Regions from separate parts of the Mus musculus genome. Here region 2 is linked to region 1. The links are chromatin contacts, called in public HiChIP or PLAC-seq maps. All regions are on one chromosome and are shown on one strand. Each heading gives the region's core, a stretch centred on a gene start, on an enhancer-like site or on the middle of the called end of the contact. The rest is flanking DNA. Distances are from core to core; before and after follow the strand shown. Region 1 has its middle 34 kb from the start of Gm40423. Region 2 overlaps Gm35239 (a long non-coding RNA gene).

The links. HiChIP or PLAC-seq counts read pairs in DNA pulled down with a chosen protein or histone mark.
Region 2: a contact with region 1 is called in an H3K27ac HiChIP or PLAC-seq map of microglia, with 4 times the contacts expected there. The contact joins two enhancer-like sites. A contact is called at or near these places in 1 of 15 datasets of contacts at CTCF or cohesin (the NIH/3T3 cell line) and 1 of 115 datasets of contacts at active chromatin or transcription factors (microglia).

What each region holds. Positions count from the first base shown.
Region 1 is chr12:52,324,973-52,330,086 of GRCm38.p6, forward strand. No RefSeq gene overlaps it. Among named protein-coding and RNA genes, the nearest start is that of Gm40423, 34 kb to the right of the region's middle. Within about 2 kb of position 3,274, at least 5 of the 459 cell types and tissues checked have an H3K27ac peak or open chromatin away from gene starts, as enhancers often do. A contact at or near this core is called in microglia, where this site is marked.
Region 2 is chr12:52,622,756-52,628,059 of GRCm38.p6, forward strand. Gm35239 (a long non-coding RNA gene) reads left to right here. Exons shown (of 7, transcript XR_001780617.2): 3 at 4,606-4,716. Among named protein-coding and RNA genes, the nearest start is that of Gm23296, 21 kb to the left of the region's middle. Within about 2 kb of position 2,141, at least 20 of the 459 cell types and tissues checked have an H3K27ac peak or open chromatin away from gene starts, as enhancers often do. A contact at or near this core is called in microglia, where this site is marked.

The DNA.
Region 1 (5,114 bases), core at 2,024-4,523:
GTGAGAGGTTAGTGACAGAAGTATAAATGAATCAACAGTAGATACATCACTGAAAGCCCCTCCAAAGAATGGATGGCATCCTATGAAACAGTGGTTATCAACTTAAGGGTTATGACCACTTTGGGGGATTGAGTGACCCTTACACAGGGCATGCCCAAGACAGATATTTACATTACAACTCATAACAGTAGCAAAATTACAGTTATGAGTTAACAACTAGGAGGGAGCTTCTCGTTCAAGCCTATCCTGGCTTCTCCATGTCCTAGAGCTGAAACATGCGATGCTGTGGTGGTGTGAATAAAGATGGCCCCATAGGCTCATATATTTGAATGCTTGGTCATTAGGGAGTGGTGTTATTAGACGGGGATTAGGAGATGTGGCCTTGTTGAGTGACATGTGACGCTGGGAGTGGGATTTAGGCTTTCAAATGTTTAAGCCATGCCCATGTCTCTTTCTACTGCCTGTTGATCCAGATGTAGAACTCTCAGCTACCTCTCCAACACCGTGTCTGCCTGTGCTACAGGCATATGTTATTATCATGTTTCCGGCCATGAAACTGTAAGCCAGCTCCAAACAAGTGTTTTTCTTTGTAAGAGTTTCTGTGATCATAGTGACTCCTTATAGCAATACATCACTAGTTAAGATGATGGCATGCAATAAAAGTGACTAATAAACCAAAGATAGCTCAGGAAGAAGTGGAGGCATGACCCCCACAGTGCTGCGAGAGTGGTAACACACACACACACACACACACACACACACACACACACACACACACACCACACTGCCTAATTCCTGCTGTCAAAATCCAACAGTCTAAAAGGTTATATAGAAGCATATTCAGACAGTGCTGTTAAATGAGATTGATTTTATTATTAATGACCTGTCAGATTCAAGGTGTGATTAAGATGCCTCACATCATAAATGCTCAGCAGATCTTGTGGACTCTCCTTTTATGTGAAGTCACAGGGACGAATCTTTTTTTTCTTCTTATTTGCTCGATAAGCTGCTCTCCATCCTTTCATCATAACGAGGACTTAATTGATGGATTTTTGGTGAGATTTTAAAATCATCTGCCCCTGCACGTGCCACAAGGAGCCACGTCAGAGTCCCTCGTCTAATTGGGCACTTACTTTAAGTGAAGGAGTTTAAGCAAAAAGGGGATGTCATGGTTTATTCTCTTGGCAATGACAATTAAACTTAATGAAGCTTCTATTTTAGTCGATTTGGGCTAATATAGCAAAATATACCAGAGTGGGTAATTTACTAATAATACCAGTTTATCTCTCGTGTGACTGGAGCAGAGAAGTCTAAGATCACGTCACCAGTGGATTTGGTGTCCCTTCCTTACGGTTGCCTTTCCATTTTCCTCCCTTCTCCTCTTATTCCCCTTTCTCCTAAAAGTTCTCTTTCGGTCTTCATGTCTTTTAAACAGTGTGTGTAAATTCTTTTTCATACATATTTACAATTAGATTTTTTTAAATCCCTCTCCAGCCACCCCCTCCCATTTCCTGCCTAATACACCTCCCCCTAAGTGTCCCCACCCCTAGACATCTGGCTATTATTATCATGAACTCAGAGTAGCTGTGACTACCACTTGCACAAGATGAAACCAACCAAAATTCTGACATAAAAACCGGGGAAGGCACTCTCTGGGCTCTGACCCTAACTGAGGAGCTGCTGGCAATAAATACCTGTTGAAACAGGAAATGGTTCTTCTTTGAGGACGGTAGGTTTCCCTCCAGTTGATGGCCCCATGCCATTATACACATTGACAGTGCTAATTGGATTTAGTGGGTTATTAAAAAATATTTTCATTGAATTTTTTTTGAGATAGGGTCTCATATAGCCCTATCTTGCCTCAAACTTGCCATCTCCTGTCTTCAGCTTCCACATTCTGGGATTGCAGGCTTGTACCACCATTCCTGGCTTTTGTGTGGTAAGGGGACTAACCTGGGCTTTATGCATTGTAGGCAAGCACATACCACAGTTATATCCTGACCTCCTCATCTTGTCTGTCTCTCTCTGTGTCTCTCTCTGTCTAACTCTCTCTCTCTCTCTCTCTCTCTCTCTCTCTCTCTCTCTCAACCTAGAGTCAGGATATAAAAGAAAATATGATATTTGTTTTTCTGAATCTGGCTTTTTAAAAGAACGTAATGATTTCTGGTTTCATTTTCCTGCAAGTGACATTATTCTGCTCTTTATGACTAAAAATGCTCAATTGTGATACATACTATACTCTATTCATTCATCCATTGTTGGGCACATAGACTCATTTCATAACTTGTGCATTATAAATCCTGCCAGGCTTCTATTTTTAGAGATCTCTGTGTGTGTGTGTGTGTGTCCGTGCATGCTTGTGTGCGTGCTCGTGCACATGCACACGTATGCATGAGTTCATATGCACCATTTTCGTGAAGTTGCCTGAGGAGACCAGAGGCATTAGATCCCCTGGAACGGGAGATACTGGCTATTGTGTGTGGCCAGATGTTGGTGCTGGAGACCAAATTCAGGTCCTCTGGAAGAGCAGTTTGTGTTCTTAACTGCTGAGTCATCTCTCTGATCCTCAGGCCAGTTTTATAAAGACATTAATGCAATTCTCGATGACAGAGGTCTGTTGTCCTACTCATCTGACTAAGACTCTACTTTTGGGTTGAGCTGCAACCTAGGGACACATCTCAGCCACAGCACGCTATAAACATCGCCTCTTTCCAGTTACTATTTGTTATGATATGGATTTTCACACATTATAGAATTGTTGGGTCTTTTTCCTAATTTGACCCATCAATGTTGACACACATGCCTTTCTAGTGACTTTTATAAAAATGGCTAGTACTCACACCTTGCACCTCTCAGCTCTTGTTTCTCCTATATGTCTGACATTATAGTTGACCTCACACTTCCTTGTTTTGCTGAAATGAAGCCGGAGCTAGCTGTATGTACCCAGATATTGAGAGCGACGTTGTGTGTGTGACCCCTGTCCTTTTTTTGAGATCCTCAGATGGCATTGTCACTGAGAATAAGTCGGGGACTTACTGGAGCAGCTGAGTCTGCACATCTGTTGGCCTTTTCCTCATTTATGGGACTCTGACATCCACTTGGAGGACCCTCTCATCCCACTGGGGTTTTCTTGAATTTGTGTTGTTTCCTGTGGCTCAGATTGTCTTGTTTTGTTTGTTTGTTTGTTTTTTGTTTTTTCCAGCAGAACACGTGGGGAAGGATCTAAATGCTTCCTGTGATTGCATAAAGTTTATTTTGGGAACTAAACTCTGAGGTCTTCCCTCCTTCCCCATTTACTCGCTGTTGCAGAGGAACCTGTAGGACCTTAGAGGTGCACACTCCAGTGTTTCTCTTACTGACAAGAAAGGTGCCGTGCTTTGAATTCCTGTCTCGGTGGGTTTTGGAGGAGGATGAAGCATCCTCTGTGTCCTCACTGGCATCTTCAGGCTCCAGCAGTACCATTATCCAGTCTCCTCCGTAATAAACATTACCCATGACATCACCAATAAGCAAACCCATCCAAGCCCATGATTAGTATGTCTGTGTTCTGTGAAGAAGGAAGTTTCTCTGTTTTGAATCAGTGAGTGATTGCCCAGGAAGGCTATCTTTCCTTAGCAGGAATTTTCATATATACAACCCTTCTTTATCTATCTCAGGATTCAGTTTCCGTTATATTCTCAAAAGTGAAGGATCACAGTAAACCGGCCTCATGGATACGGAACAGCACAGGAGTAATGCCATGTTGGGAAGATGTGTCACCTCAGCCCCAAGGCCAGGGCCTGTGTCATCTTATTTCAGAATGACAGCCTTACGGCTGGCCTTCTAAGGATGTTGTTGCATCCCTGGCTTGTAGAGACAAGTGGGGCTGTGGCTCATTTACATATTTCTAAGTGCATATTTTTAAACATGGACTGGGTGCTAACCCTTTGGTCTTGGTTTCACTTCACAGCTCTGTTAATAAAAATCCTGGTTTCAAAGCAGTTCCTCTTGACAAATCCTAGGAGCCCTAACAGACTATGATTTAAAGTAATAATAGAGTTACTGGTTGCCACTTAACTAAGGGCACTAAAATTGTCTGAGGAGAAAGAGGGAATCGACTTCTTGGTGATAGGAGAGACCAAATTATGCACAGAATTTCCTCTTCGTGTGGTTAATTTTTCTGCAGTTGATCATACTTAACATGTATTTTAAAATTGTACACATGTGTAGAATGTGTCTGGATCGTATGTACCCGTCTTCCCTCCAATCCTCAGGGCTTCCTAACCACATAGCTCCCTCCGACTTCAGGAGCTGTTCTTTGTTGTTGTTGTTGTTATTTAAAAATTTTAAAATCCAGTGAATCCAATATGCATATTGGCATGGGGGTCATCCACTGGGGCATGGTCAACTACCAGGAGCTATCCCAAAGAAAAGTGACTGTCACCTCCTAGTAGCTATCAATTGCCAGTAGCTCCTCAGTTAGGGGAAGAGCGGTTGGAGAGGTGGGGATCTCACTTCATGTTGGAGAGTTTACACGTCTTGTGCAGGTACCATAGCTGCTGCGAGTTTGTGGATGCCGCAACCACGTTGTCTCCAGAGGACAGGTTTTCCCAGCATTCTGTCCCTCATCCTCCAGCCCTTTCCATCTTTCTGTCCTCTCCTCTGTGGTATTCCGTGAGCATTTGTGGAGGAAGGTTGATGTAGGTGGTCATTAGCTTATTTTCATCACTTCTAACAGTAGTACATCTCTGTATGAACTGCTATCCACTCTAAAAAGCCTGTCTGGCCAAGGTTTGGAGTATGAAATGTAAGTATTTGGAAGAATGTTCGAAAGCATGACCACTTAGTGAAACAACATCAATACTCATGTTATGACTTCCCTAGTCACGGACCGTGTTTATAGTAGCAGACATGAATTGCTTCCTGTGGAGCAGGCCTCAAATCCAACCAAGAGAGTGGTTGTTTACCCCACACTCTATCTTGCCACTGTTGTACCAGTGAGCACACCTTGCCTAAAAGGTTAGTATGCAGCAGATGAGGTCCAGTGTTATGTAATACCATGAATGTCTCTTTCAGGAGCCTGAGTAGCTATTTCCAGGACTATGAGAGACAGCCATGAGAGAGAGTTTCCTAGT
Region 2 (5,304 bases), core at 891-3,390, 300 kb after region 1:
TTAACCCGCGGGTTCTTTGTGTATATATTATGGCTTCCCGATTAGTGTTTTTGTGGGATTCCTGAATGTGCAAACGAATGGGTCTCTGTGTCTTATCTATGTCTTGTGCCTTTTTTTAAGGCTCCTTTCCGCCTATTTGTTTTGTCCTATTCTGGTGTTTTAGTTTTAGTTTTATTATTTTATTATTACCCTTTTGAAGCCTGTTTGTTTTCTAATGAGAGAAAGGGAGAGGAAGGGTTGGATCTGGGTTGGAGGAGAGTTGGGGAAGAACTAGGAATAGTAGAGGGAGTGGAAACCCTAATCAGGATATAGAGTATGAGAAAAAACTATTTTCAATAAAAGAAAAAATGGAATTGCAGTGTGATTTTGATTTGCATTTCCCTGGTGGCTAAGGATGTTGGACTTCTTTTATGCATTTATTAGCCATTTATACTTCATTTGAAAAAGTGTTCATTCCATTTTCCAATCTGTTTATTGTGTATATTATTTATCCTTTCGTTCATTTTTTTTAAGTTTTTATACATTTTAGATATGAATCTACTGTCAGATGAATATTTGGCAGAGATCATCTTCCATTTTATGGGCTGTCTCTTTTCTCTCCGATTGTCTCTTTGGTAGGTCAGGATCTTTTTAAACTTTGCAATATTACATTTGTACAGTTGTTAAGCGGCTCTTTCTTTGGCCCTGACTTTGTAACACTGACTTGTGGAGCCACAGCCCCCACAGCTGAGTTCACCCATTGGGGTGCTTCTCTCCACCGCACGTGCGTGTAAGGCCCCATCAGTTTTGTCCACACAGAAGTGCTGTGTCCCCCGAAGCATGAGAAGTCAGCACAGCATGGCTTCCATCTGTTTCTGCCCCGCATAGGCTGGTTTCAATCAAATGAATACCTAATCCAATAGTGACTCTTATTAAATCCTCTGCCCTGCCCCATCCCATCTGTTATGTGTCTTATTCTTTATCTCCAGAATGGCAGAAACTGAGGCTTTTCTCAGAATTTAATTTCCCCCCTCTCCCCCTCTATCTGGCATCTTTCAGGTCTAGGACTGGAGTCAAGATTTGTAATCAGGCTGAGGTGTGTCTGAGGATTCCCAACAATCCACGTGGCTTTTTCTCAGGCCTCACTTCTCCCAGCAAGGCCTCCTGCTGTTTAGTGTAGTGATCTGTGAAGCTCTGAGTTGCTCACAGACCTCTGTGCTGGGACCACAGTCACAGCTTCTCCGGGAGCTAAGGTCCTGAAAGGTCTCAGGGACGTGGCTCTGATAATATTCTTTGGGATAAGCAGGTCTGTGCTCTCCCCAGCTTTGCTTGCAGGGCCTTGGCACCTGATGGCAAGAGGGATCACGGTTTCACCTCGGTGGGCTTCTCTTAGCCGTCTGTCTATTGGATAGCTTATTTTCTTGCTAACTAAGCCATCATTGATCTCAAAACCAACCGAATTTGAAAATAGACCTTAGTATTTCTATCTAGGGAATAGCAAAAAGAATACAATCTTCCCCAAGTTAAATATTTCTGTGTTTAATCCTTGGCAAGTATAATGTTTTACCCTAGAAGAATAAAACATACTTTAGGCGTATTGTTAGTGTGGCAAGTCCCAAATTTGGTGCCCTTTCTGCAATGCCAGATACTTAGATTCTGACCCCCCACCCTTGCGTTATTTATTAGCCTTACTGACTGTTGATGTCCTCTCTAAAAGTCTCCTGGGAGGAGGAAGTTTCCTGTGTCTGTCAGATTTCACACCCCTTTCCACTCCAGTATGCTTTCCAAGGAGAAAATGATTGATAAATAGGTCCAAACTCCTGCAAATCGGTAATTCCATTATTAGATCCATCCTCTGTGCAGAAAGGCACACTGAAGGTTTCTTATATAGAATGCATGAAACCACTTACATATTGCTACTTAAATTTCTTTTGAGAAGTAAGGCCACGTGAGGATGTAGACGATATTAAGATCACCCCATCTGCAGTCATATGGAGAGATGTTGATAGGTACCATTTCTCAGTTATGTTTCCAGTTCTGTGATAGAATCACAACTGAAGGCGACTCGGTGTGGGGAGGGTTTGTTTGGCTTCCACTTCCAGGTAAACACTCCATCACTAAGAGAAGTCAGGGCAGAAACTTAAAGCAGGAACCGGGACTCAGGCCTTGAAAGACTAATGCTTGCTGCCTTCTTCTGGTGCTTTTAATTTGCTTCCTTATATAAGCCAGGATCACCTCTCCAGGGGTGGCACCATGCCAGCCAAAATCAAGAAAATTCCCTACAGACTTGCCTACAGGCTTCCAATATGATGGAGACATTTTTTTCCTCAGTTAAGGTTCTTCTGTCCAGATAACTCTAATATGTGTCAAGTTGATAAAGAAGAAAGAGGGGGAGGGGGAAGGGGAAGGGGGAAGAAAGGGGAAGAAGGGGGAAGAAGGGGGAAGAAGAAGGGGGAAGGAAGGGGGAAGGGTGAAGGAGGAAAGGGGAAGGGGGAAGGGGGAAGGAGGAAAGGGGAAGGGGGAAGGGGGAAGGGGGAAGGGAGAAGGGGGAAGGGGGAAGGGGGACAACAGCAACAACATATAGCCAACCAACCAAACAAGCAAACCAGGACACCCTAAATGCAGAAATCTTCAGTCCTCTAGAGAATGCAGGCAAAATATGGCATTGGTGTCACATCCAAGGTCTTCTTTTCTTGTTTCCTGCAGTTGCAATCTAAGATACACATACAAATCCTCTTTGCAGTGGGGGATAAGATACCTATATTCAACAATGCTTGGTTAAACTAGGGTGGATAAGGAGTATCCAGGATCCTCAGTTGGCCCTCTAACTAGCTCCCCAAGGCTACTATGTGTCTCATCTTGAGCTAAGCTTGAATGAGTCATGCTTAAAGGAATCCAGAGGGAATAAAACAAAGAAACGATGGTCACTGTGTCCTATTTGCCGTGTCCTCTTCCTGATAAGGTAATAGCCAACCCTGCTGTGGCATGCTGTCTCTCTCCCTGACACTTTCACATTGCTATTCTCTGTTAAAAGTCACTGGCTGAGCCAGGGATTATAATGCTTCCTTACAATGTCTCCATAAATGTTGCTTGCTGGCATTTCCATTCCAATTGATAATAATAAAAATTTCTGCTTCCCTGTGTGTGTGTGTGTGTGTGGGGGGGTGTCAGCGAGATAATGGTATACAAATTGGCTATTATGAAAAGATAAAGAAATATGAAAAAGATGTATTATATCTGCTTTCTCCTTACTGAAAGTGGGCTTCCTTTTATTTAGAACTGGGTAGTAAGAAGTTTGATATAATACTTGCATTTATGTGGTGAAAGTCATGATTTTGGTGGGTAGAGGACTGTCTGTGCATGGGTACGCAACTCTTACAAAACTTGCTTCCAGCCAGTATGTACCCTGCTCTTCGTTGGAAGGAAGGGGAGACTTTGTAAATTTGCATCAGAAGGACATTTTCCAGTTCTAATAATACTAAGGGTCTTGTTATCTACCTAACAAGAGGGGAGACAACCACCAAGACCTATATCCAGGCCTGGCACTATAACTCAGAGCTAACGTGCCCACTCATGCGCAGATTCAATTCCTAGCACTGAAATTATTCATGACTCCAGTAGTTAAGCCATATTTCTGAACACTGTAGATGTATGATATAGTCTTTCGATTCCAGACTGATGGTCTTTGCTTATTGTCTTCTTTACTTTGCTTTGTTTATGAGCAGGAACAATCTAGAAATGCCGATTAGCAAAATTCTGTATAGTTCTTCTAACTGTTTGTTCTCTTTATTGAGTTTCAAGATTTTAAAAGTAAAACAAGCCTTGACTACCTAGAAGGATCAGTGGGCAAAGCTCCGTAGGGCCCACAGAGTGCAAGAAGAGAACCTATTCTTGCAAGTTGTCTGTGGCCTCCACACTCACGCCATGACATCTATGTATTCTCCCCTCCCAACATAAAGTAAATAAATGTAATCAAAATAAAATTTAAAACTATTTGTTTAAAAAAGTATTAACCAGCCCTGATCAATACAACGCCATACATACCTATTAAATGCAAGGTTTCTGGTTTCTGCTCCTGTGCACAGCTGAGAAAGCCAACAGGGGCAAAATAAGACTCCAAAACCAAAAAAAACTAAGCGTTCTAAACTGGGCATAAGCAGTCACGGGGGCTGTGGCACAAGGCTTACTTAAAGAACAGAGGTTGGGAAGAGACACGAGGGATCTGGATTAGCAAAGAGGTAACCTAGAGAGAGGAGCAAGCCAAGTGTGTCAGAGACAGATAGTTCCAGAAACTTGAACATTTCCCCCCTCAGACACATTTTCACTTAGTAGCCCAGGCTGGCCTTAAACTTGCAGTTTCCTTGACTCAGCCTCTCAATTACTGAGATCCTGTGTGTCCTACCATACACAGCTCAGGACTTAAACAATGGAACTCAAATGTCATGAACATGTTGAGACACAGTGGGCTTGAGGGATGTGTCTTTGTAGCTACTAATGTAGTGTTTTGCTATCAGCAAACACTCATTAATCAGCTGCATAGAATTTTCTGATGGTGAGAATGATGTTGGTAGAAAGCCCTGATTTTGATGTTCAGCCCCTTTCTCCTGTACAATTTTGTGATGATAGGAGGAGCCAAGAAGCAGATGATGAAACAGCCTGTTTAAGATTCTGAGAGATTGAGTGTTGATACAACCTGGAATGTGAAGAAATTCTGCCAACATATGGGTTTGGACAGAGGTAAATGGCAGGTGACCTTCAACTAAAGCACTTGAGATTTGTCTTAGTGTGGAACTCTAGAAGGGACTTTAGTGAGCAGTATAACATACATAAATATACTATAGGAAGATCGCCAGATGAAATGTAAGTCTTGGGTTAGAAGAATATAAATAGGGACAGAGAAACCAGTTGGAACAAAAATGGCAGGGCAATTTGGGGAATTATAATTTTGATTTGAACTGGGATATTGGCAATGAGAGTCAAGACACACAGATATATCCAAGAAGGAAGTCTTTAACATTGGTTGGATGTGAGGGACCTTGAGTGAAGAGGAGTGGTGGGACTTGACTTGCAGATTCATTTGAACAATGATAGTAGGTAGTGCTAAAAATAGATACAGAAGAACATGAGAGATGATAGAACGTGGGAGATGATAGAGGGAGATGAGGAGTTCTGTCTTCTACATACTGACCTTGAGAAGCTTGTAAGGCAATTTATAGATGGGGAGGCAGAGAGGAAGAAAGAGGGAGTGCAAGTCTGCAGAAACCTAGGCACAGATATAGATATGTAAAGAAGACTAACCATGAGTGGTCAGAGAGGCATTATGTA